Linked DNA regions of Mus musculus: regions 2 and 3 are each linked to region 1. A link is a contact called in public promoter capture Hi-C data. All regions are on one chromosome and are shown on one strand. The core of a region is the stretch at or near the end of the contact, and the rest is flanking DNA. Distances in the headings are between cores, read along the strand shown.

Region 1 (4,961 bases), core at 1,385-3,884:
TGTTTTGTTTTGTTTTTGTATAAAGTAGATCTAAAATATCTTACCTGATTTTAGTCTTATGAAGAAGGTGGGGTTGTCTTAGAACCACTTTAGTTTGGTGGCATCTAAATGAACAGGAGTTCAGTTTTATCATTATTTTCAGTTCAGATGATATAAAATCAATCTCAAGATGGTCATTTGTTGATTCCAGTTTGGTGTAATTGTCTTGAAAAGTCACTGAAAAAAAAAAAAGCTTTTCTGTTTACTTTCTTTTATTTTGAAATTATGATACATTTCATCACCTTCCCTTTCCTTTCTTTCCTCCAAAGCCTCCCATACACCCTTGCTTCACTCTTCCAAATTCATGACCTCTTTGAAAATTGATTGTTTTTATATGCAGGTAGGTCTGTATATAAATATATATTTCTAATATAACCTGTTCAGTCTGTGTACTGTTACTTGCATATATATTTTCAGGGCCAACTATTTGGTTTTGGGTAACTAGTTGTTCTTTTCTCAGAGGAAGACAGTTTCTCAGCATTTTTAAATTGCTTGTAGGGTTGAGTTTTCTTGGGGTTCCTCTATCCAATTTTGCATGCCCACGGGTATTGTCCTTGTTCAGTTCACGTTTGTCCAGCTATGTTCACTGAGACTTTATGGGTGTAATTTCTGACATTACCAGGAGATAGACTCAGTCTCACAATAAATTCTATCATCCTCTGATCTTAGGGTCTTTCTTCCCCCCTTTTCAGCAATGTTTCCTGAGCTATAGGTTTGAGAATTGTTTTGTTTTATAGAGGTATACAATGGACTTGCACTCCTTTTAATAAATTGTTTTTAATTATATTATATGCATGCTGGTTTGCCTGCATGGCATTTAAATATACATGTGTACAGTGCCTCAGAGACTAGAATAATCTCCAGGGACTAGAGTTAAAGAAAAATTCTGACCTTACAACAGGATGCTGAGGTCATAACTAATCTATCTGAAAGAGCAGTTAGTGCCCTTTACCCTTCTTGACATCTGTTCAGCCACCTACCATGTCTTTTTGGAGACAATAGACAAGGTCTTTGCTAGATCCTCATTTCACAGTAGGCACACTAAGTCGTGTGTGTGTGTGTGTGTGTGTGTGTGTGTGTGTGTGTGTCTATTATTCACTGCTCAATATCATGGCATAGTCCTTGATATTCTTTCTACTCAGGGTACATTGCAGTAGACCCTCTGGTGTCTCTGACTTCCTCCTTCCTGTTCCATTTCTTGTTTCAGATGATCTCACAACCTGTTACTAATGAAATAAAAAGTACCCAGAGAACTGCCTTATTGAATCTATCTACTTTATAAGTAACCATAACAAATAATAATTAATCACAATTTAAAGTTTCTGGGGTCTATATGTCTCTGAATAACGGGAATGCCTTTTTCCTTGAAGCTGATATTACTACATTTATCATCTTTGAATCATTCAACAAGTATGAAGACAGAGAAAAATTAACAATAATTCAAATTATTTGAGATTTTAAAAATTGTGAAATTTCATTATCATTTTAAAATCTACTTTTATTTGGACCTTCAGTTTATTCTAAATTAATTGGTCTCACACAATTTCAAACTTAGGAACCAACAGACCCTATTGTTGCATGTCTGTTCAATAATACCTTATGTAACTTGTTCTGGGAGGAATTTGGGATCAGGAAATCATGATTATATGAAAAGAGAGAGAGAGAGAGAGAGAGAGAGAGAGAGAGAGAGAGAGAGAGAGAGAGAGAGGGAGGGAGGGAGGGAGGGAGGGAGGGAGGGAGGGAGGGAGAGAGAGAGAGAGAGAGAGAGAGAGAGAGAGAGAGAGAGAGAGAGAGAGAGAACACTGGAAACCATTTTGAGCTGGTTCTTACCCTCATTTAACCACTGCATGTGTTTCTGCCATGATTGCTTCCTCTCTTTGACTGTTAGGTATCTTCATTTCCCAATTTGTGTTCCCAAACACTGTTTCCATTTGTGTGATAATGGAACTTGTGTGTTGCTGTGAGCTTCAGGTTCTTTTTATAATATAAGATTATTTTTATGGCTTTTTAATTATGATTATATTGAGTACCATTGTTGATATTTCTTCAGCATCTGTTAGAAAGAATTAAACCTTTCAGTATCGCACAAAAAATTAAAATCGAAGTAGCTGAAGCAGAAAAAAAACTTAAATGTTGCATGCTAGAACTTAGTGCTTATCTAAGGCAGATCATGGATGTTGTGGTCTCTCCCACATGAATATTTAAGAAGGAAGGATGGAAACAGAACTACATCTGTTAGTATCCTCTTGTCAGGACAGATGCCAGCTTCACCCTTCTTTATTTACAGACCAACTTCGAGGAAATTAATACTGGTGCCTGGGTTTGATAAGGAGGTTTAGAGCTTGAAAATGAGTGCATTAGTGATAGCTCTAAAGGAATGCTTGGATTTATGCCTTGTCCTTAAGAAATTTCTTCCTCTCCCACGTGCACCAAACCCCTTACAACACCCACCCTCACTGCAGCACTGAGAAACAGCCGGGATGTGGGGTTATTTCAGAAGTAGCCACTGAGGGGAGCCGGCCACGGACTGCCCTCCCACGTTGCTATGACGATGAGACTGGCGGGCACACAGCCTTCAGAGCTAAGTGCTGGCTAAAGCAGGTGTCAGATTGCGATGAGCTTGGTGGCTCTGGGATTACTCAGAGCCCCAGGAGTGTCTCTGGAAAGTCTGGCTGCAATTCCTCTGCATCCCTCTCCGACAGCTCCTCAACTCCTTTGGATCGCGCAGAGTGAAAATGGTCCACCACTCAGGCTCCATTCAGTCCTTTAAACAGCAAAAAGGTCAGTGAGAATTCTCTCTCTCTTCCCTGGGGGCACCACATCCCGCTCTGCATCTCCTTGCAAAAGCATCCTTTTCACTCGTGTATTGTGTTGAAGAGCTGTGGAACTCTGTAAAGTTAGGACCCCATTTTATTAATGTTTTATCCTGCAACGGAGATAAGTCTGATATCCGGAGCCGCACAGCGCCCGGGAGGGAACAGAATCTGTCATGTCAGGACTTGTTTGTTCATATCGCTTAAGTCTCCTTCAGTGCATTGCAGTGAACTGTTTAAACAGATAAGGTTCCTGCAGTACCCCTGGGTTTGAAGAGTGAAATTTTGGGTTATATTTGCCTCAGTATGCGCTTCTAGTACCCTGTAAGATTCACAAGAGCAGAATTTATTACTTGTGCTGAGCTTGAAAAATTGTATAATAAATGCATTCGTGGAAAAATCCCAGCGGTTGACTGGTCCCAGATATAATTTCCTTGGAAAACTTTCTCTTCTGACCCCACTTTTATTACGGGTTTCCGACTTTTATGTGTATTTGGGTCTTCCTGGAACTTCCCAGACCACCGTTTAGCTTTCACAAAATTTTCACTAGTTGCGTGGGCATGGTCAGATCAAGAATGTTTTTTTTTAATCACTCTTTGTTCTGCTTTGTTATTTAAATGGCTTCTCATAAAGCACATATTTCTTTAACATAGATTCTGGAAATGGTATTCTCTTATGCAGTTATTCAACATTAATGCCATTTACTGAATGAATAATGGTAATTATGATGCATTTGTTAATATAATCATTAAAATATGTAATTTTCAAGTATTCATTCCATTTTCACTGAAATAAAAATTTATTGAAATCTTACTTCTAAAATTCTTTCTCCAAATGACTGCTTTATGGTATCTCTTTGGCTTTGTTTCTAAACAAACAAACAAACAAACAAACAAAAACTTTGGATATCCCCAGAATAACCTAGTCGGGATTTATTCTTCAGGCAGCATATTGTGCTGAAAGAACTTCCCATCAGGAACTGTAATCTGCATGAATCCTCTTTTGAATGTATGTTGGAATTAGGTACAAAGTGAGAGACGGTGGGAGTAGGTGAATTTGGGCTCCTGTGAAGTTCTATTTAAGCTCAAAGTGTTCTAAGGAAAAATAAAATACTTCAAGAAGTTTTATTTCCTTGCCTCATTAAACATGTATAAACATTATGGGGGAAAAAGAAAGATATGGAAAACTTGAAACTGTCTCATACTGTTACTTTTTAATGCTTCGGGGGACCCTGAAACTTGAAATGTCCCCCCAAAATATCTTACTATGTGAGAATATTTATGTTGTATGTTAAAGAGCAAAAGCCTCTCAACTTTGAGACTGTTTGTCATTGTTCAAAAGAGTGATAAACTGTACATATCATGGCATTTCGTAGTGTTCCTTTATGGTGCATCATGAGCCATTTTTTTTTTTTTTTAATTTCACTTTTTGGCACACAAAAAAAATTATCATTAGTGAAAAGGTAAACATGAGGAAAAGGAAGGACAAACAAAGGAGCAAGATTAATTTTTATCTAAATGGTTTTAGTTTATGTTGTCTCCTAAAATATGTCTTTCCTCTGCTTTTCTCCCTCCAGTCCTTCCAGGTTCCTGGCCATTCATCCCTCCCATGTCCCTTCCTACACTCAAGTTGACACCCTGTTTTTCTCTGATTATTATTGCTACATACAGACACATATTGAGTGCTTATGCGTGGATATATAGATAGATACAACCTTTTGAGTCTGGCTGTGTTGTTTGCATGTATATGCTACCAAGGCTGACCACTCTGATTTGAATAACCACGAAGGGGTTCATCCCTGGGAGAGGCTAAGTCTCTGCTCAACAGTCATTTGTTGTTCTAGTTCTTTCTCTAGGATGGGACCTGCTAAGCAAAGATAATTCACAATAAGGATCAGCTATTTTAATTTTGCAAATAGGAGGAAGACACGCTGACCTGGGAGTGTTTTCCTGAGAACAGTGTATATTAAACTGATGGAAATTCTGTCCTGAAAGTTTGGTGTCTTGGATTTTAGGTTTGCCTTTGTCACTAGATAAATACCTTTAGAAAAGTGTTTTATCTACCTTTTATGTTAATTTATGAATAATATGAAGACTCTTGATTTCTGAC
Region 2 (4,961 bases), core at 912-3,411, 1.3 Mb before region 1:
ATCCCACAAAACTGGGTGTGGTTGAAAAAGGCCTTCAATCCCAACACTTGGGAGGTAGAGCCAGGGTCAAGCTCATCCTTGACCATATAGAAAACTCAAGGTCAGCCTGAGCTACTTGAGATCCTGTCACAAAATATATATATATATATATATATAGATAAATAAATATGGTAGAAAAGGAAGTTATGATCTTTTATCTCATACTTTAACATAGTGTATATAATCCAGTGTAAGGTTTATTAAGCAACAGAAAGCAGTCAGACTAGGAATTAACTCATACTACTGCCATAAAAGAAACATGACTCGCTAAAGATTAGTTAATTTTGGAACTATAAGCTTTACCAAGTCTATCTTTCTCAAGACATTAAAAACAAGCAAATTTGAGGAACTAAAACTATTCTGGCTTCCGGAACACTTAAGGTCAGGAGGAACACTATTTCCTGAGACCGGAAATGGTAAGATAGCCTTGCTTTAACAAGTCACTGTCTAAAGCCATGTTTTCAAACTTGTGTAGAATAGAATTTTTAAAAGTCTTTAAGATTCTTAAGGGAAAAACTTAAATAATAAAAAAAAAGACTTATGCTGGTCCGAATGAGGCATAAAACTAAGTGGCAGTTCTCAAGTTTTTTAACTGAGTCTGGAAAAAGTAACTTTCCTCCTTGCATCACCTCTTCCCACTAAATCAAAGGAAAACTTCTAATTCAAGTCAGGCTCGTCAGCTCAAGGTCAAGTCTGGAAAGTGGTTAATACGAACAGAAGTGGCTTCTATAGGTTCTGACTACAAAACTCAATATACAATATACAAAATAGTTATCTAAAGCTCAGCAGGGAAATTATGTGGGAATCATGCACGAGAAGTCCCTCTCGAAAGTTCCATTCTTTCAAGAGAGTACCACTTCCTTGAGTGAATTCAGTTACTTTAAATACTCTATAAAAACATAAATTTCAAAAAATAATTTTATGACACCCAACTGAATCTGCAAAAGAATCCAGTAAGACACAAGATGTAACAACCTGCCTTAAACGCTGACTTAGGAGTCAAAGCCCCAAAGCTCTCTAGAAAGCGCATATCCAGCCCATTAAAATTTTAGTTTAGAACTTTTTTTGTGTGTTGTAAAAGATTTAATTTTTTAAAAATAGTCATTTTAATTAGAAATAAGACAGAAATAAGGAAACCAAAATAGACATTTCCTTGCCCTCTTGCCAGCTACTTTCCCACGCCAAAAAGACTACTGCAGTGACCTACTAACTGTCGCTATTATTCCCACACTCGTAAGCATCACAGAAACGTGGGCCTTAATTTATGATTATAAAATTAGGGTAGTTAGCCAACATGGACAACCCAAGGGTTGAAACACCCGGCTCTCTGAGTCTCTACTTACCCTCCGTAACATCCTGGGGATTAGAAGTCCGGTCACTGGAAGGATCTAGGGCAACAGTTGCCAGAGAAGTAGTAGCCCCAGACAGTTCGCTCATAGGCTCACTACGGCTTGTTTCTGGCACACTTTCTCGGGAGCTAAATCTTACTCGAGAACTAGACCGAGAGCTGAGGTCCGGGCTGGTGTCTGACAAACCTGGAATGTCATCAATCTTAGTTGGTGTCACCATGAACCGAACTGAGGACATCTTGGTGGTGGCTTCTGGTGGATGCATTTTCCCCCCCCTTTCCTTTTTGACAAAGAAAAAAGGAAAAGCTCACAAAAACTCTTCCTCCTACACTAGCTACTTCTGATTGCAAAAATAGAAGGGGAAAAAAAACCAAAAACCCTCAATTACCCTGATTTACAGCCCACAAAGGCCCAATTAAGAATCCGTGTATAGAATTCAAGCCAGCTGTTTTATAAAGTGCCCCACCAGTAACTGAAAAATAATTTTCGAGAAAACAAAATAAGAACAAAACGATGCTAATCCTGTATAACTTGGTTCTTTCAGAATCCTAGCTATCTCCCCTGGTCCAGGGCTGAGGGCTCCGTGCCATGATCTCACAGCAGCTGGTGACGCCTCCCTCTGCTCAACCCCCAGGGTCCGGATGAGGTAGTTAGTCCTTTATCTGCCGAGTGTCCCACGGTTCTAGCTGAGGACGGAGCATGCAGGCCCACCCTTATCAGGCGTATAAGAGCGTGGATCAGATTGCGCAAAGGTGTGCACCAGCCACCTGTTGTGTATCAGGTGAATACCCCACAGGTCTGGCTGGGAGGAGGTGTGTGCTGAGCCACCCGATGTTTTTGAGGTCGATAATCCACTTGGGTCTGGTGGGAGAGATGCGCATGCATAACGGGAAAATACCCCCACACTACAGGAAGGAGAAAGAGGAGAGCCACGAGAGGATGCCGAAGCAGAGTGGATTCCTGCCTCCCAGAGGTCTCGTCCTGGCAAAGGAGCTGGAGGCGGCGGCTAGCGGATCAGGGCAGCTCCCACTGCAGGGTCGTGGCAGGTCGTGGCGAGTCCCTCAAGCCCACGACCGCTCGCCGTGTTTGCACTGCGTGTGACAGGACGCGCTTTCCTCCCGGGGCCCGTTAGCCTCTCGCCGGCTTTCCTTGGGTCTCGGCGGAGGGAGAAGACGGCCAGGCAGGCTGGTCCCGGCTACGGAGGAGGTCGCAGGTGCGGGAGCCCGCGCCAGCTGATGCGGGTGCGCGCGCAGCTGTTGTTTACTAGCCGCTAACCGTTCCGGAGCCGCGGCGCGCAGGAGGCCCCCTCCCCGGCAGACGCCCGAGGCCGTTACGTGACCTCGCCGCCCCCCGCCCCGGGCGCGGCGGGCTGTGCCCGCGCCGCCGCAGCCCTCCCCTTTCCGCCCCTCTCGTTCCTCATTCGAGGTTAACCGTCCGGAGAAGTCTGGGGAGCTAGAGGGCGGCGCCGTCCTGCGGCCGGGCAACAGCAGCCCCGCCCGGAGCATGCAGCGCGGGAGACAGAGGGCACCACGCCTGCGCGGACCGGCGACTCTCACGTGGAGCACGACGGGAACTGTAGTCCGCCCTAGGGTCTGAACGCGTGTGGCGAGCTGCTTTTTCCTCACCTGTGCTCCACGTACTCAGTATGCTGCTTAGAGGCACTCAGTGAACACTGACCCGCGAACCGCAAGGGTCATCTCTAAAAGCTCTCTGGAAACCTTAACTCTATGGCACCCAAACCTCCCATTACGGTATCTAGTTACCTTAGATGTGACCTCTGTAAAAATTCAGTTGTCTTTTCTAAGACACCTGTATCTTGTTCATCATTATGGGCTACTTTCCCCTTTCTTGTTCATATCCTTTTGAAACTGCAAGCCAGGCTTAAATTTCCATTAAAGAGAACTTATACAGACATGGAGAAGACATTGGGATATCTGCTCTGCAACATTTCCAGGATTTGACCCACTTTATTAACACTAGAATGTTTATTTAATTCGTCAAGGTGTTTTAATAACTTTCAGTTCAACCATGTTTTACTTGAAAACGCTCTGAAAGTTTGATCAAAATGCAGAAACTCACTGGAGCCTTTCCTGAGACCTTTCCTTTCCTCCTAGTTGCAAATCAGTGGACTTAATAATGGAGCAGGAGGCTAGACCCTCAGTGGTTAACAGCGTTTACTGCTCTGAAGGAAACCCTAATTCCGTTCCCAGTTCTCATGGCCCTGTAACTCCAGGTCTAGGTGATAAGACCCATGCTGGCACTGCACTTAAATACACATAAAAGATTTATAGTTTAAAAAAAAAATGAATCAAAACCATCTTAATTCCAGGGCTTGGAAATTCACTTTGACCAAATGGCAATTTCCAGTCGAGTTTGATAGCTTGGAAATAAAACGAAACCCGTTAAAATGTAAAATTGTATTAGATCTTTGAGTATTTGACATATCCAAAGCCCTTGATTCTATCCTCATCAGTGAGGGTGGGGGCAGGGTTAGAAAACTGGTACACTTATTTATTTTGAGTGTACAAATACATGAGTCCTTCTGATTATAGGTCCCAGGATCTGAACCCAGATCTGCAGGCTTGTGGGTGAAGCACCTTTGCTGCCAAAATACCTCTTTTGCTCTTTAGAGAAAGTGAAACATGAGTTCATGTTGCACAGGATGTCCTCAAACTATATAGCCGAGGATGACTTTCTTTTTTCTTTTGTTTTTTTTCCAGACAGGGTTTCTCTGTATAGCCCTGGCTGTCCTGGAACTCACTCTGTAGACCAGGCTGGCCTCGAACTCAGAAATCCACCTGCCTCTGCCTCCCAAGTGCTGGGACTAAAGGTGTGCGCCACCACTGCCCGGCAGAGGATGACTTTCAACTTCTGACCTGCCTTTACTTCCCAAGTGCTGGAATTATGGGGTCACTAAACCCAGTCTTCTGTAAAGCTATGTGCATGTTAGAAAGTCACTGGACCTACTATGTTATGTACACCCTCAGCTCCCTTTAGTTTTCTGATACAAGGACTAACTACATAGCCTAGGCTGGCTTGGAACTCATAGGGATCCTTCTACCTCATTCTATGACAGAATTAGACATCAGCTACCATGCACAGCCTGGATTTTTAAATATAGCCTATAGCTAGCTAATGGCTGGGCAGTGGTGATGCACACCTTTAGTCCCAGCACTTGGGAGGCAGAGGCAGGCAGATTTCTGAGTTCGAGGTCAGCCTGATCTACAGAGTGAGTTCCAGGGCAGCCAGGGCTATACAAACCCTGTCTCGAAAAACCAAAACCAAAACCAAAACCCAAACCAAACAAAAACCTTACAAATGTACTGTGTCTTGAAAAACCAAAACCCACACCAAACCAAACCAAAAACCTTACAACTGTTCTTGAAGAAAAGAAGCCCATCTCCTCAGGAATCTACTTTCTAAGGCAGCCTTGATGGCCATTCAAACTTCACAGACTTTACAATGACATTTTGCGCAATTTCTGCTCTCTGACACATGCCAGTCTTTTTGCATGTATTTATATGCACTACCTAGCTCACTCTGACAGCTCTTCCTCTTGCCCCCAAACACATA
Region 3 (4,961 bases), core at 1,026-3,525, 1.0 Mb after region 1:
TAACTAATAATATAACTCATCTGAAAAGACCTTGGTTAGCACACTCCTCAAACTCTAATACTCTTAAAAATAATAATAATAACCATAATTCTATGTGGTTCTGGTAAAGTCAGTTCTCTTTCTGCCTGAATTCTCTATTTCCAAAGAGTTTCAAGAAACAGGAAAACCCTAGCTCCTCACCTGCCAGCCCTGCTCAGATTTAATAGACCTCTATGAGCAAATCGCTTCACATGGTTTGGTGAAAAGTCAAATATCATTTCGAAAGAAAGGGTCTTTCCAGGCATCAACAACACCTAAGACTGGGCCAAAATCTGAGACTAGGGTGCAAAGCCAAGGGTCTCAGTTCTCCACATCCCCAACCTGAGAGGGCCAGCCGAATGCCTCGGCACCACCCACCTGGAAATACAGTGATGCCCCAGCTTGCCTAAAAGGGAGTTTTCCCTTCACACGATCTGTTATTCCTTTAAAGCTACGCCTAAGAGGTCTCTTTTGATAGCTTGAAGGTAAAAAGGAAGTTTCCTTTGCCAGAGGGCCTCTCGGGGCCCCTTCCTCTCTAGCAGGTCTTTGACTGCTCCTGATTTAATCATGCAATAGGCCACACAACACGAGAAGGCTGAAAGGGCCATACAAGCTGCCCTCCGCTCAATTACCCCATTCTTTTTCTACGGGTGGCATTTGCCAACATCACCTCCAACACCTATTTCAGATTCCCCCTCTTCCCTGAGATGCTAAAGGCTCTCTGGGTCTCTGGGGAAGGAGGTGGGGAGGGTCAGAACCATCTATGCTACTCTTCCTGACCACAGGCAGCTCACACGAAAGGCTCTGCTGAAGGTACAGGCGGAAAACGGTTGCCCACCTTACAGACTGCACTGATCACATGCTCTAGAACTTTCTCTCCCAACATTCTCTACCTCAGGTCAGCATTCCTTCTTTTAAATGCCTTATTCACTAAGGATCCCCGCCCAGGGTAGGCCGAATCCTTCTCCTCCTCCCTGGGCTCTGCTCGTGGTAATGAGTCCCGAGTGGATCTGAGCTAAGGTGTCACACTGCACAGGCAGGACGGGGCCAAACTGGAAAGCGATTCCCCTTCTTAGGTACAGGTGTTTCTTCACTCCGCCTGCGGGAACCCTGGGGGTATTCAGGTGCTTCCCCATGGAACGTGCCTGGTCGGCAAACGCAGGCCAAGTTCTAGGCGCCCTCATCCGTGGCCAAAGTTTTGCCAGCCGAACAGGGGGCCGCATGGGGGAAGAGGTCACGTGAAAGGCTGCCAAGGGCAAGCGTTTCCAGCATCCTCCCTCCTGGCCCTAAATGCACTTGCGATTTGAGGTGGGGGGTGGGGGGTAGGAGGTAGTAATTGCACCCCCCCCCCCAAAAAAAAGCTGCAAAAAGAAAAAGCTCCTAGAGGTTCAGATTCAAAGTGGCTAAGTCTGGAGAGGCCAGCATACGGGAAAGGGGGCCAATCCCCCTGACCCTCCAACACACACACACACACACACACACACACAGGTGATTCGTGCACCCCCAGGGCGCTGGGGTTGGGGGCTGGGGTCGAGCCCTGGCTCCGCCCCGCAGCGCCCGCGGGTCCCTCAACCCGCAGCCCGGTCGCCCGCACTCACAGTGCTTGGGTGAAGGCGCTGAGCCCCTCCGGTACCGCCGTCAACCCCTTCCCGGAGCAGTCCACCCGACGGTCGCCGTCGCAGCTGCAGGGCGCAGCGCAGAGAGGTGGCGCCGCGCCGCTGGGCCCGGCCGAGCCGAGCAGCCCCAGGGCGAAGAAGCAGAGCAGCCGCAGCGGGCCCGGCATTGCTGCGGCCGCCGCCCGCGCCCGCCTCTCCCGCGGCTCCTCTCGCTCGACTCGCCTCCGCTGCCCTCCGCCGCACCGCGCCGCACCAGGGGCAGCCGGCCTGCGGGGCTCGGGGCCCGGGCGCCGTCCCTCGGCGGTCCGCGTGCGCTCGCTTCCTTCAGCAGTCTGCCGCCGGAGCGTTAGGACGCGGCGCTCCGCAGTTTCTCCCTTCCCGCTGCTCCATGGACGCGCACCGGCAGCCCCGCGGCTCAGGCCAGCCGACCCGGCCCAGAGCGGCTGCCCGGGCCGCGCGCTGCCATCGCCGCCGCCTCCTGTCCCGGGCCTCCTCCAGCCGCACAGCTCCTCAAGGTTGCGGAGCGCAGCCTCCAGCCATGCCGGCCAGGCGTCCCAACCCCCGCCCCAGCTCTCACAAACACCCTGGTTGTCCGCGCTCTCCCCGAGGCGGCTCCCGCTCCGCGCGTCCTTTTCCCTTCTAGGGTTGCACGCTCGCCTCGGGAGCCCCTGGCCGCCGGGTTATGCAAATCATTTAGGTACATGCAAAACTAACCCCGCTCCGGGAGCGCTATTGGTCAGGGGAGGTCTCGAGCTCATTACTATGCAGGCAGTGGAGCCATTATTGGTCAAGAGGAATGGGGCGTGTTTCTCTGGAATGAGTGACAAGGTTGTGCTGCTGCTGCTGGGGCTGGTAGTGGAGGTTCAAGTAAAAGCCCTGACTTGGCTGGATCTGCATGTCAGGTTGTGTATTGAAGGTAGACAGATCGGAAGACCAGGAGTCTGCTGTTTCCCTCCCCCACCCAGTTTTTTTCTCCCCTCCGCAGAAATTGGATCTCCTAAATTGGATGACCTGAAAAGTAAAACTCGCCTCCAGCTTTCAGACGTGTCAAATGACTCTTCGCTGTTCTTAAGGGCAAGGGCACTGAGAGCTTTGCAAACAGAGGAAAGAAATGGGGGTGGGGGTGGGGGTCGAAAAGGAGGGAGAAACATTTCTTTCTATCTGATCCAAATTTTTGAGTTCAACCGTGCACTAAATTAAAACAGCGTGACCCCTCCTGTATCTCACATCACCTCTGAGATCTTAGTACCCTTTTTCATTCACACTTGGGAGCTAAATTAGCGGTTAATCATCCATGACACCAATCAGACTTCTTTCTCCCTAAACACAAGGATGTTGAGGAGTCCAGCCAAGGAGGTGCCGGTTAACCAGCACTGGAAGAGAACATTTGAGTGCCAGCTGACTGCCCCTGAGACACCAGAAACAACTTGTGTGTTAACTATCAGCATCCCTTCCTTTTTCCCACATAATGTTTATAGAAAAAAAAAAATCAGCATTCTCAGTGCCTCTTTTCTTGCTTTCTCCTAGGCCTTTGGTTGTTTTTACTCTAGATTGTACACATTTTTAATGAACCCATTACATTAGAGCAAGAAGAGCATTAAAATATCTATACTGTATAAAGTTAACTAGCCACCTCATGCAAATAAAAAAAAAAGAAAATGTAAATAAATTAACGAAAAGCTAGCCGATTTCCTAAATAAAAAAAAAAAAATCTACCATCTCTACATTAAAGAATATGCTAAATAATAATAAAGTCAGGTTGAATCCATATACTCTAAAGTTATGCTAATGGATAAATAAATACAGACAAGTTTTAAGAAAGATGAATTTCCTCACTATAAGGTTGAAAGAGAACTTTAAAAAGAAAGACCAGTGGCGCTCAGACTTTATAGACAAGGCCTCAGAATCTCTTGGATACCATGTTCTTCTGCCCTCTGCCCAAGATCATCTCACTCCTGGTCTAGTTAGTATTTCAGAAGCCTCCGCAACTTGTTTTTTGTTTTTGTTTTTCCATTTCTATTACTTTTCAGCCAATTTCATGAGTAAATAAAGTGAGGAAAAAGTCTAATTCTAATTGATACTTAAAGTCTTTTTTTTTTTTTTTTTTTTTTTTTTTTTGGTTTTTTGAGACAGGGTTTCTCTGTATAGCCCTGGCTGTCCTGGCACTCACTTTCTAGACCATGCTGGCCTCGAACTCAGAAATTTGCCTGCCTCTGCCTCTCAAGTGCTAGGATTAAAGGCGTGTGCCACCATGCCCAGCTAAAATCTTCTTTCTTAAAAAACACAACTCCTTCTAAGGTATACTTTTTGTTATATTAAGGTAACTATACACTTCATGGATGCTTTTATTTCTGACAAATATTTATGTTGACAGAGTTTTGCTATGTAATCTAGACTGAACTCAACTCACCATCCTCCTGCCTCAGCTTCATGAATGCTGGAATAATAGTATGAATCACCATGTCCAGACTCATTTCCATGTTTCTCTCTCTCTCTCTCTCTCTCTCTCTCTCTCTCTCTCTCTCTCTCTCTCTTCAGTAAAGAAGCTCTCCTCAGTAAAGAAGTATTTCGAAGTGGCTGGAGAGATAGCTCAGTAGCTCAGAGCACTGGCTGCTCTTGCAGAAGATATCGATTCTGTTTCTAGCACGTTCATGGTGTCTCACAACTATCTGTGACTCCAAGACCAGGGCATCTGACATTCTCCCGGTCTCCATGAGCATCAAGCATGCATGTGTATATATGGTAAACACATAAACATGCAGGCAAAACACGTATGTACATCAAGTGTTTCCAAATTTTGGTAGTTATAAGAATCACATGTACAGTATAATTAAAAAAGCACAGATCTCTGTGAGTTTGAAGACAGCCAGGGCTTGTTACACAGAGAAATTTGGTCTTGAAAAAAACAAAACAGCAACAACAACAAAACAGAAAAGAAAAAGGTTCATATCCCTAACCCTAATCGTAGAGTTACTCATCAGTGAACGTCCCTGAGAATGAATCTATCTATTATATTAGTTTTTATCTCTGTGACAAGTTGTCCTGTTAGAACATAAAACCACAATGAAATGAAGAAACAACATCCAGCGCACTGTCCCAAATGACAACCACTCTCACCTAAGCTCAGGGAAGATATCAAGGATAACTCAAGTTCAACCTTCACCCTTGGCAAAGAGCAAGGAAAAAAAAAATCCAACATATTAGTCTGCTGAAGGAAGCTGCTTCTCTTAGCCCCACAGATGGGTACATTTGCGGCACCGCAGGGAGGTAAGGGCTGCAGCCTGAGAAGTGGCTGTGTTGGTACAAACTGTAACTCTAGAGCTATAG

The links. Promoter capture Hi-C pulls out the DNA fragments that hold promoters and counts their contacts.
Region 2: a promoter capture Hi-C map of hippocampal neurons shows a contact between it and region 1, with 7 times the contacts expected there. The contact joins the promoter of Slc12a6 here to the promoter of Ano3 in region 1. A contact is called at or near these places in 3 of 39 promoter capture datasets (the 3T3-L1 cell line, hippocampal neurons and stem cell-derived epiblast-like cells).
Region 3: a promoter capture Hi-C map of hippocampal neurons shows a contact between it and region 1, with 8 times the contacts expected there. The contact joins the promoter of Lgr4 here to the promoter of Ano3 in region 1. A contact is called at or near these places in 12 of 39 promoter capture datasets (the 3T3-L1 cell line, 3T3-L1-derived adipocytes, the C10 cell line and 8 more), 2 of 484 Hi-C or Micro-C datasets (embryonic stem cells and muscle stem cells) and 3 of 115 datasets of contacts at active chromatin or transcription factors (astrocytes and embryonic stem cells).

What each region holds. Positions count from the first base shown.
Region 1 is chr2:110,947,917-110,952,877 of GRCm38.p6, reverse strand. It overlaps Ano3 (anoctamin 3), which reads left to right and starts at 2,634. Exons shown (of 27, transcript NM_001128103.2): 1 at 2,634-2,820. The coding sequence starts at 2,775.
Region 2 is chr2:112,263,514-112,268,474 of GRCm38.p6, reverse strand. Slc12a6 (solute carrier family 12, member 6) reads right to left here and starts at 2,161. Exons shown (of 25, transcript NM_133649.2): 1 at 1,383-2,161. The coding sequence starts at 1,653.
Region 3 is chr2:109,914,961-109,919,921 of GRCm38.p6, reverse strand. Lgr4 (leucine-rich repeat-containing G protein-coupled receptor 4) reads right to left here and starts at 2,275. Exons shown (of 18, transcript NM_172671.2): 1 at 1,617-2,275. The coding sequence starts at 1,801.